Regions from separate parts of the Sus scrofa genome. Here region 1 is linked to region 2. A link is a contact called in public HiChIP or PLAC-seq data. All regions are on one chromosome and are shown on one strand. Each heading gives the region's core, a stretch centred on a gene start, on an enhancer-like site or on the middle of the called end of the contact. The rest is flanking DNA. Distances are from core to core; before and after follow the strand shown.

Region 1 (5,346 bases), core at 1,894-4,393, 340 kb after region 2:
AGCCTCAAAATCCTCTGTGATGATCAAATCAAACCTAAAAATTTTTTCTTTTTTTCTTTTTCCTGTCTTTTTAGGGCCGCGCCTGCTGCATATGAAGGTTCCCAGGCTAGGGGTCAGATTGGAGCTATTAGCCACGGGCCTATACCACATCCACAGCAATGTCAGATCCGAGCCGTGTCTGTGACCCACACCACAGCTCACGGCAACACCAGATCCTTAACCCACTGAGCAAGGCCAGGGATCGAACCCACAAGTTCATGGTTCCTAGTCAGATTTGCTTCCACTGCGCCATGATGGGAACTCCTAAAATTTTTTTCTTAACCGCAATTATTATGCATTGCTTCTGTAATAGGAGTATAAAAACATGATAATCTAACAGGTAGATGAGCAGTCAGAATTAAATTTACAAATTTTGGAGGTTCCAATCTGCATTAGTAATCATGGCTAACATTTTTTAAGCATTTGCTCTGTACCAGGCCCTATGCCAAGTATTTTAAGATATGGCGAAAAGTACCTCTTCATTTTATAGAAGAGGAAAACTGGGGCTTTAAAAAGATAACTTGGGCAAGATCAAGCAGCAAGTACGTTGTGAGGTCATTATTTGAACTTTGATTCTGGCTGGCTCTGGAACCTGTGCTCCGAGCTCCAAATTCTACTGCCTTCCCAAACTGGATCCAACCACCTGCAGATATTCATATATAAATGAATATATATGAATTTCATACATAAAACTGAGAGGGAGTTCCCGTCGTGGCTTAGTGGAAACGAATCCGACTAGTACCCATAAGGACGCAGTTTCGATCCCCGGCCTTGCTCAGTGGGTTAAGGACCTGGTGTTGCTGTGAGCTGTGGTGTAGGTCACAGACGTGGCTTGGATCCCACGCTGTGGCTCTGGCGTAGGCCAGCAGCTACAGCTCCGATTAGACCCCTAGCCTGGGAACCTCCATATGCCGCAGGAACGGCCCTAGAAAAGGCAAAAAAAAAAAAAAAAGACAAAAAAAAAAAAGAATTATTAAACAAATATATGTAATCTACAGAGTCACTGCCTATAAAATGCAGGTGTTAGATCAGCTCATACCCTGATCAAGCCTACGGGCAATTTTCTCACTTCACTGGACACCTAGTCATTAAAAATGATTGTTTTAGTATGTAATTCCCAAAATCTTAATAACCTTGGGTGAGGGAAAAACCTCCTCAGAATCCAGGCACTGCTTCCCCCCCTAAAAAAAAAAAAAAAAAAAGAAAAACTATCCCAAATTGATGTAGATAATGATCTGTCTTTAAAGAAATAATGTGTCATAAGAATGACAAATTGTCACATCTGGAAAACATCAATTCTAGAAAGTCAGGTCGGCAGACTTCTTATACAGAAACCTATCGTTGTCACAGATAAAACTTTCTGAGGGAGTTTTCTCCACAATCAGTTAGAATCCTTTAAAATATCTTGGCGGGCAGTCATAGTTTCAAGTGGATCTCAAGGCTCAGCCCAGAGATTCTGAACACAATGGCCTGGATTCTAGTATACAGCCAGGATTTATTAATCATTCAAAAGCAAATGTTGAGGAGTTCCTGTCATGGCTCAGGGGTTAATGAACCCAACTAGCATCCAAGAGGACCTGGGTTTGATCCCTAGCCTTGCCCAGTGGGTTGGGGATCTGGCATTGCCATGAGCTGTGGTGTAGGTCACAGATGCACTTGGACCCAATTCGACCCCTAGCTGGGACCCTCCATGTGCCCTGGGTGCAGCCCTAAAAAAGACAAAAAAGTAAATAAATAAAAGTAGGATTTCAAAGACCAGAACCTCAACAGAATAGTCAATAGGAAATTAAATTCCCCAAGTTAAATACCATGGACCACCAGAGTGTAGTAGTCTCTATTGTACCCAATGAGGAAACTTCTCACTAGAAATGTGTCTTTTTGAGGCAAAAATGAATTGTGTCACTTTTTCCACTGTCACCCTTGGCCCACTGCATTGGACACAGTAGGGCCTCAACAAAAGTGCCCTTCGACAACTGCTCTCTCAGCCTTGGGGCGCTCCAACGGTAAGGGCAGATTGGAAGTATTATCTCAGCATTGTGTACTGCAATTGAAACCAGGTCTCTGAGCCCCCTATGGACCGGTGTTTATCAAACACCTACTGAGACTTAAGTCCTACAAACCAGTGTTTCTTTAAGGAAGAGGGTCTTAACTTTCCCCCAACCAATGAAAAACTGGGACCTCAAAACAGGGAATTCAAAGGAATAGCCAAGGATCCTAGGGTGGTAAAAGAGGGGGAGGCAAATGCGCTCCGTGTACATCTCAGAGGACAGCGGGCTGGGGGTGGGTAGGCCTGGCCGGAGAGCCCAGGGCTGAGTAACCCCTCTTCCGGGCAAGCCCAGCGCGTGAGTCACCAGTGAGGTGTCGGGAGGAAGGGGCTGCCTGAGTCATAGCCCTTGGGGAGGTCGGAGGGTCTAACCGGTGCGAGGATCTGTGGAGCTGGGGGTGGAATTTAAGTCGGAAGTGGATTTTGGATTTCGAAATCCATTCCCTCCCTTCTTCTGGGATGGGGGATCTAGGGTCTCTGGGGCCGGGGTGGAGGGGGAGAGGGAAGGACTGGAGCTGGGGGCGCTCCCGAGGTCGCAGGGAGGAGCTTAGCCGGCTAGCGGGGGAGGAGGCCGGCCAGCCCGGGGCGCCGAAATCTCCCGCGCTCTGGAGCTGGCCCCACCTCCCCAGCCGGGCCTCACGCCCCTCGCAGCCGCCAGGCCGGCCAGCCGGCTCCTCCCGCCCTCCCCACCACGCCGCGGCAGCCACAGCTGGGCGGCCGAGTCCCCGCCCGACCCTGCCCGCGCCGAGCCGGGCGGCCCGCCGCGCGCCGCCAGTGACGGCACTGCAGGGTGCGTGGCCAATCGGCGCGGCCCCCGAGGAGAGGCCTCGGCCCCGCCCCCAGAGCTCAGGGCCAATGGGACGCCGGCGCCGGTGGCCGCGGCGGGGTGAGGGGTCGCGAGGCCCCGCCCCATCCTCCCCTTTCCCCTTTGCCCCGCCCTTTCCCGCCCGGCCCCCCAGCCCCAAGCCGCTGCTGGTGCCGGTCCCCGCGCTGGGCCCGCCCCCGCCCCTCCCGCCGGCCCGCCAGCGCGCCTCACAGCGCCTGTCTCCCCTCCCTCCTTCTCTCTCTCACGCCTAGCGCAATGGCGGCGGCCGCGGCGGAGCAGCAACAGTTCTACCTGCTCCTGGGAAACCTGCTCAGCCCCGACAATGTGGTCCGGAAACAGGCAGAGGTAACCGAGCTCGCCGTCCCGGACTTCGCGCTCCGGCCGGCGCGCCGACCCTTCCCCTTACGCCGCCCGCTGGGCCTCGGCAGCTCCGCCGCTGCCGCGCAGGCCGGGCCGGCCGGGCGGCGGCCGCGCAGCCCACGTGTGAGGCGGCCCGCGGCTCCCGGCGGTGCCCCCGGGCTCTTTCGGCCCTTGCAGCCGCGGTGCCCGGCGCCAGTTACCTCGTCGCCGCGGTTCACACACGTGCGGCTGCTACTGACATGCTGCCCCCGCCCAGATGGGGAAGCCGGGCGACAGGGACAGGGAGGGATGGGGGGTGTGGGGCGGGCCCCGGGGCTCCCCTCGCTCCTTTCTCACTTTCCCCTGCTGGGAGCCTCCCCAGCCCTTCCAGCGGCGCTCTGCAGCCTGTCCAGCCCTTTGGTTCCCCCAAACCCTGGTTTCTCCCTGACCCGTCACCCCTGCCTCTCCCCTGCCCCTCACTCTTCACACGCCGTCTGTCCCTCTCGTCCCCATTCGCTCCTATTGAAATGTGTGCCTTGCCTTCTCGGCTTCCCTCTGTCTCTTTCCATTTAGTCCCTTTTCTCAGTCTGGTTCCTAACGTCAGAAGCCGGATTTCCCTCCCCAGCCACCCCCCAATTGTGTGAAGTTGCCTTTAGGATTTCTTTCTAAGCATCTTGTACCTCCCTTTGCTCATCCATCAGATAAGTCTTCCTTGATCTCTAGAGAGTTGTGTTCTTATAAATGGGATGTCCTGGGACTTTTCGTTGTCTTAACTGGGCCAGTGCCATATGTTTAAGCTTTTAATTTCTCTGAATCAGCCTGAATCTCTTTTTTTAACCACCTCTGGCTCCTGACCTCCAAAATGTGGAGCTGTTAATAAAGTTTCAAGAGACAGTATTTCAGAGGTATCTGCAAGTAGGTATTTACCAAGTGGGAGTATCGTGCGCTTGGTTCTTTGGAAGACTGTTAGTACTAAGTCGGTGTGGAGATGCGATTTGGGACACTTCAGGGGAAGGGCAGAAACTTTGCAGTTTCTATACAGTGCATTATTTAGCCCTATCCTCAAACCTGATTGTATATGGAGTTCTTTGCCACCACATGATGGAAGATTTTTACAAGATTCAGTGGAGAATGTTCAGCCAGATGTTTTTACAGAATAGAAAGGGACTTTCACATAGTTAATGAAATTGGGGGACAGATCCTCCTCTGGACTCGTGGGATTTGTAGTTGTCTTTAAAATCACAACATCAGCAGATTGAGGATCTGCCGCTTATGCTTAGTGGTTTTATGATCTGTGAAGTATATACACTGGAAGTTCAGTTTCCTATGAAAAGCACTTTAAACAGCTATCAACTTTATTCTAATAGGCTTTTTCGATTCATTTACTATACCTGTAATACATAATCAGGGTAAAAATTCAAGCTGCAAATAGTTTTTTATCCCATTCCCCAAAGGACACTTTTGAGTGTTGAATCTTCCTTGCAGATATCTTTATGAGAGTGTATGTATACATTTAATTTTTACATGCATGGGCTTTTAATATGCATCCTCTTGTGCAACCTGGAATTTTCACTCAGTGTGTTTCACTTTGCCACCTTAGGGGTTTTGTTTGTTTGTTGTTTGTTCTTACGCAACTATAGATGAGTTTACTCTGCTAACCACCTATGAATGGACATTGAGGCTTCCAGTGTCCACTCCTAAAAATAGTGCTGCCCATAGGAGCACATCTATACCTACCTTTTCAGGCTTTGCCAGATTTCTTTGTGGAATATTTGTCCTTAAAAGTCATGTGCATTTATTAGTTGCCTCAATTTCCACTGCTGTCAATGGGATATGATGAGCCTATTAAAAAAAATTTTTTTTAATGCTTTCTGCTAACTCTAGAGGTAATTCTTCACTAAAGTAAGTTCTTAATCCCAACCCATAATAGAAATTTCCATGTGTTACAAAGCAGAACAGCATTGTAATTAGTAAGCTAGTTTAATTCTCCCTCTTCCCTCCAGTTGCTTAAGTCTCTATTGTCAAGCCTAGTGGGGAATCTCTCTTCTATTGAACTAAATACCAATGTCTGGTTCAGCTTGAATTCCAATTGGTGCCT
Region 2 (5,818 bases), core at 1,200-3,699:
AAAATCCTCTTGGAACATCCCTGCCAGAAAGATACAAAGCTTCACTTCGTATCCGTGCAAGCTCTTATTTCTGACTTATTCACATTACTGGCTTAGGATGAGGTATCAGATCGTCTTTGGTTTCAATTCTGTTAAAACTTTCCTTTTTCCTGATTCTTAGTTCTTTGCAATCTGCTTTCACTGTTAATTCTGGTGGATCAACTGCAACTCATATTTTGATAGGTAATCAAGAAATAACGACTGAATTATATTTTACTACATAATTTGGCAGGACACTTTCCCACAATTATCTTTGGCAAAAACTTGATGTGTGTGTTATACTATAGCAGGATAATGTAAAAGTAAGTTATCCATTTTAAGATAATGGAGCCATAGGCGGTAGGACATGGATAAATATATCTTTGTACTAGTATATGTACTTTGTATACATGGCTGGTATATCTTTGTACTAGTTTGATAATTGACAGAAAAGATGGGAAAGGAACATCTGTTTTTTGAACTCAGACCAAAATCCTCTCTACCTGATGACCTTGTGGGGAAGAAGGGTGAAGAAATATGCCATGATCAAACCTTAGAACTATAGAAATCTATCATTCCCAAGAAATGGGAGTGATGTATGGCTGTAGACTAGTTCGAGAAGGACATAGTTTAAGGAAGGCAAATCCAATAACCAATTATTACAAAACATAATCCAGGAAGGTTTAGGAATATAACTTCTCCTAAATTTAACGTTGTAGGTGGGAGAGAGTGTTTAATTATGATCTAATGCCACAGAGAGAACAGTAAGTTTTAAAAGGGAGTTGTTAAAAATGTTTTAGGAGCCACGCATGGAGGACCCATGCAACTGCTGCAGTATGTCTCTTTAATGACCGGAAATTTTCTCACCCTCAAGACAAGAGTCCCTGTTTTCTCGATTGACCCACGATTCAGCCCACATCACTCAGCACTATTTCCGGGTCCGTCATTTAGGCAGAATGCCACCGAGACGACGTTAAAAGCGAAACCCATGGTTCTCGCCTCCAACACATCTTGTTCCCTTGCCAACGTAGGGTGCAACGACCTGTCCCTCAATCACTGACCCCTCCCAAACCCACCAGCCCTACCCCGGGTCTCCATTCCACCCACCCTTGGGGGCAAGGGAGTCGCGATTTCTGGTTGGCTCAGCTCAAGTCTCCGCCATCCGCCAGCTCACCTGCGGTTGGTTGGCAGAGCGTGCGTGGGAGGTGGGAGGGCTGAGCCTGCAACTAGGCTTTCCCCCCATTGGCTGATGGATGGGCATCACGTGGTATGAAGTGGCTCTCTATTGGCCGAGAATGGTACCATGGGTCCAGAGGCGTGCACTGGTTGGCTGGAACGACTCCCAGCTTCCTACTAGGTGCCCCGGCTGGCTGTTGCTATGAGCTGTCCCCAGGCCTTCTGGCTGCGCCTGGGGCTTCGCTCTCCCAGTTTTCCAAGCGCCCGTAGCTGACAGGGCGTGGGAAGAGCTCGACTTCCAGCAGACGCTGAAGAAAGGCGGGGCTGGGGGGAGGTGGGCGGGACTCCCGGCGACGTCACCGGGCGTGGGCCCGGCTTCCGCATGGTCGCTGGCCTTTGCCGCCTCTGGCAGTGGGCAGGATGAGGGCCTGTCACTTTTCCCTCTGTGTCTTGACGCTTAAAACAAAGCTTCACTTCGGTTTTATGCTCGTCCTTTAAACAAAGCCTTTTTTCGTTATGTTTATACAGGACAAAACCAAAGCTCACAGGCTGGGTGGTGTCTAGCAAGGCCCTCCTGCCAAGGCCTCCTTTTGGACCTTGCCGGTGTCTTCTTGTCACTCCCCGCCTCAAGTTAAAACCTAGAGACTGCTCTGGCCCCGCCAACATCGCGTCTCTGCCAAATTCTGAACTTGGCGTGCTCAGGCCGAAGCGGTTCCCGTCGCGGGCAGAAGAACCGCGCGTGCTCAGTACGCAGGATCCGCAGGGTTCGACGCGGCTTGCGGGGTGGGGTGTTGTTGGGTGGCCCAGGTGGTTGTTTATCTAAGCGCGGGCCGAGGCTTCCGCACGGCGCAGAGCCTCCCGGGAGCGCGCGAGGCCGGTCGCCTAGGCGACGGGGGAGCAAGGGCGGGGCTGCGCCACCGGGTCCCGCCCCGGGCCGCCGGGCCCCGCCCCCAGCAGCGCTGCGGCTGGGGCTCGGGCGCGCGCTCCGGCGCCGAGGGGAGCGGCGGCGGCGGCGGCGGCGGCGGGCGGGGAGCTGGGCGTGGAGGCGCGAGGGGCGGGGCGGGCGGCACTGCAGGCCCGCGTTTCGGGCGGCTCCGGCGGCTCCCTGGCTCCCACTCCCTGCTCGCCCTCAGTGCCTGCCGGCGCCCGCGGGGCCGCATTGCCGCCGGCTCGGCCCATGCCCAGGGCTGCTGCTCCCTCCGCCGGCGCCCGGGGGGCCGCGGCGGCCGTGAGGTGGGGGCAGCCGCGGGACGCGGCGGGGCCGGCCGCCGGCGCAGGGTTGGGGGGCGCAGCGCGGCGGGCGTAGGTCTATGTCGCGGGCAGCGGCGGCGGCGGCGGCCGCGGAGGGACGATGCGCGAGTACAAAGTGGTGGTGCTGGGCTCGGGCGGGGTCGGCAAATCCGCCCTGACCGTGCAGTTCGTGACCGGCACCTTCATCGAGAAATACGACCCCACCATCGAGGACTTCTACCGCAAGGAGATCGAGGTGGACTCGTCGCCGTCGGTGCTGGAGATCCTGGACACGGCGGGCACCGAGCAGTTCGCGTCCATGCGGGACCTGTACATCAAGAACGGCCAGGGCTTCATCCTCGTCTATAGCCTCGTCAACCAGCAGAGCTTCCAGGACATCAAGCCCATGCGGGACCAGATCATCCGAGTGAAGCGGTGAGAGGGCCGGGGGCGCGGGCAAGGGGCTTCGCGGTGCGGCCGGCAGCCCCTGTCCCGGGGCCAGAACTCCCTCCCGCGTGCTCTGGGGTGGCTGTGGGCAGGAGGAGCTGTCTAGGCAGGTGGCTCTGGGGTCTTAGGCTTTATCCTAAATTTTTAGCTGGTAGCATCCTCCTCGTCATCTTGAATCTCAAATTTGAGTGCTTTGTTTCACAACTCAAATTTGGCATCCGGTGAACCCACAGCACAGCTCTTTGTCTCTTGGATATTATTAGTAGCGGTTGTGCAGAACCCCAAAGGAAACAAAGTTTAAAACTTGCAGTGGGGGGAGAGGGGCGGGTAGGTTTCTGCTGGGAGGAGGCAGCTGTGCAAGTATAGCGGAGACATTTTCAGACGGAACAACAAAAAACCTCCCTTTGCAGCATTTGACAGCAAAAATTGCTTACACAAATGTGGTAAAAATGTCAAGTCCAATGGAAAGAGATCTTTCTCATTTCATAGAAGATTGAATGGTGGCAAGGCGTTTTACAAAAATGAACTCTTCACTTAAGATGAAACTTTAGAGACAGGTTATCAAATTATTTGCAGACCTGGCTCTGTGGGATTGAGAGAGTATTAGTATGTAGGAGCGCGAATGTACTATCACATTAAAGAATGTGGCTTAACTTTTTTTTTTTAATCTAGCCACTTTACCCCTCAGAAACAAAAAGAAAGGGAAAAAAAGAGGCATTCTTAAAAATAGAATGAGTTTCTTCAAAGGTGTGACTCAAATATTAGCTAATTTAAAGTTAAAGCAGATAAGCTCTTTCCTGTTACAAACTCTTTTCGCAAGTGTGCATTTTGGAAATATAACAGCCTAATGGCTTCTGCTATTTGTTTTATATTTTTTCCTATAATTTCTAGCATCAAAAAATGCAATAGTATCTCAGTTCAGAGTTTTAGCAAATTTTTCTAATTACCATTTAATTACACATTACTGTTTTGTCTGATTCTTACTATTAGTTAATAATTGCCAATAATTTTGATTCAGCATAATTTTGCTTTTCTTTCCCAGTTGTACCAGTAACCCTAAATTTGTAGACAGTTGCAAAAGCTAGTTATAAGTGTTATCATAGACATAATCTCATTTTTAGTCAGTTTGAGTCTACTCATTTTGAAAGAGCAAATACCAAGTCAGGTGCACGCAAGCTTTGCTCAAAAATTCATTACAAGAGGCGGATTTTTAATGCCACATAGGAGATCAAAGGGGAGGTCCTCTCCCCTCCTCCTTTAACTCATTGAATATGCCCTTTAATAGCTAAACTAAAATTTCGTGTGTTATTTTATATGTTAGATTTCAAGCTGGAATACAGTGAATGTTTTCATGGCCTCTGACAATGTCCTAAGATCTGTGAATCTGACAGCTTTTTACTTTTTCAGTCTCATTTCTTAAAGTTAATTGCTATAGTTAACATAGGAACCCTTTTGGTGTTAAATTTATTAAGTATATGATATTTAAGAGGCTGTATTTAAATGACTCACATCTTTAATTCCCCTCATACTGTTTTAAAAAACAAAAAACCTTTAGAACAGGGCAATCTACCACATTGTCACATGTCAATCTTAGGCCAAGTACATACATCAAATAGTAAAGTAAACGCCCCAACTGCTCCACCCTTTGTATTTAAACATATCACAGATAATTCCTGCGTTGATAAAGTCACAAGCCCAGGGCAAACTTCTTGGCACAAACTTACAGGACAGAATATGACAGAATGTTATTGGATAGTATAGTCCACATGATTTTGTAGTTTACTAGAGGTTACCAAGAATGAGTTAGTCTGAACTTAGTGTGCTAGAACGATTTATTTGTTTGCACTGTGACCCAGGAAGAAAAAGAAGAATAAAATTCTCCTTGCCCAAATGTCATTGTACTCACTAGTCTCAGTTGCCGATGTGTACAGTTGAAAAGCTCAGCTGAAGTGGACTTCGTAAACTCTTTTCACTGGAATCATCCATTGTGCCCATAAGTACCAGTTGGGCCCTTTGTGTCCTGCTGTTTTTTATCTCACCTTAACTTCATCATCTGGCCTCCCATCCTATAGCACATTGTAAACAGCTTAACACTGAAGGAGAGAGGGAATCGGTGTGTATGACAGTATACATTATGCTAAGGCGGCATTCAGTATGATGGGTCTTTAACTTCTCCCACTCAAAGCGAATAAAACATGATTTTCAAACAAGCGGATTTTCCACTCTTTTGGGGAATGAATTTTTAAATTAATGAGTTGCCGCAGCAGGTATTCAGTACTTGTTCCCTGGCCTCTGCCAGCTAGCTGCTTTGCATACTCTATACAACAGTTGTTTGGGATTATTTAATATCACCATAATGCCAATGACATAAGCGAAGTGCAGAGAGGTTTGGTATTTTGCCCAAAACTAGTCCTTGATGGAGAAGAGATTTAAATCAAGATCTGCATGACTCCATGTGCTCTTTCTTCTACATGAGGCTGCCTTTGAACTTGACATTTACTGGCAAATTCAGTGATCTAGCCTTTGGTCTAGGGCAGCACTCTTCAGTACGAATATAGCGTGGGCCACGTGTAATTTTTAAATGTCCAAGAGCTGATTTTTTATAAATGTGAAGCAGGTGAAATTAATTTTAGTAATGCATTTGAGTTAACCCATTCTATCTAAAATATTATCATTTTAACCTGTAATCAGTATTGAAAAATTGAGATATTTGCTTGGTTTTTCATACGAAAAGTTCAGAATCTAGTATTGAGTTTGCATTTACTGCACATAGACGTGCCACATTTCAGGTGCTCCACAACCCCGTGTGACTGCAGACGGTGGACAGTGCAGGTCTGAGGTGTACAGATGTTGGGAAAATGCTTGCTTCTGTAAAAGCTCCCTCTCCCTTGTTTGTGAAACGGAGTATAGTTCACCTCTCAGAGTCTTTGTTAGGATTAAATGAGAT

Evidence for each region. HiChIP or PLAC-seq counts read pairs in DNA pulled down with a chosen protein or histone mark.
Region 1: an H3K27ac HiChIP or PLAC-seq map of alveolar macrophages shows a contact between it and region 2. The contact joins the promoter of IPO5 here to the promoter of RAP2A in region 2. A contact is called at or near these places in 3 of 47 Hi-C or Micro-C datasets (alveolar macrophages, embryonic fibroblasts and heart right ventricle) and 1 of 2 datasets of contacts at active chromatin or transcription factors (alveolar macrophages).

The regions. Positions count from the first base shown.
Region 1 is chr11:67,016,156-67,021,501 of Sscrofa11.1, forward strand. IPO5 (importin 5) reads left to right here and starts at 3,144. Exons shown (of 26, transcript NM_001244301.1): 1 at 3,144-3,254. The coding sequence starts at 3,165.
Region 2 is chr11:66,676,713-66,682,530 of Sscrofa11.1, forward strand. It overlaps RAP2A (ras-related protein Rap-2a), which reads left to right and starts at 2,450. Exons shown (of 2, transcript XM_021065816.1): 1 at 2,450-2,859. The coding sequence starts at 2,546. It overlaps LOC110255848 (a long non-coding RNA gene), which reads right to left and starts at 1,119. Exons shown (of 3, transcript XR_002336730.1): 1 at 886-1,119.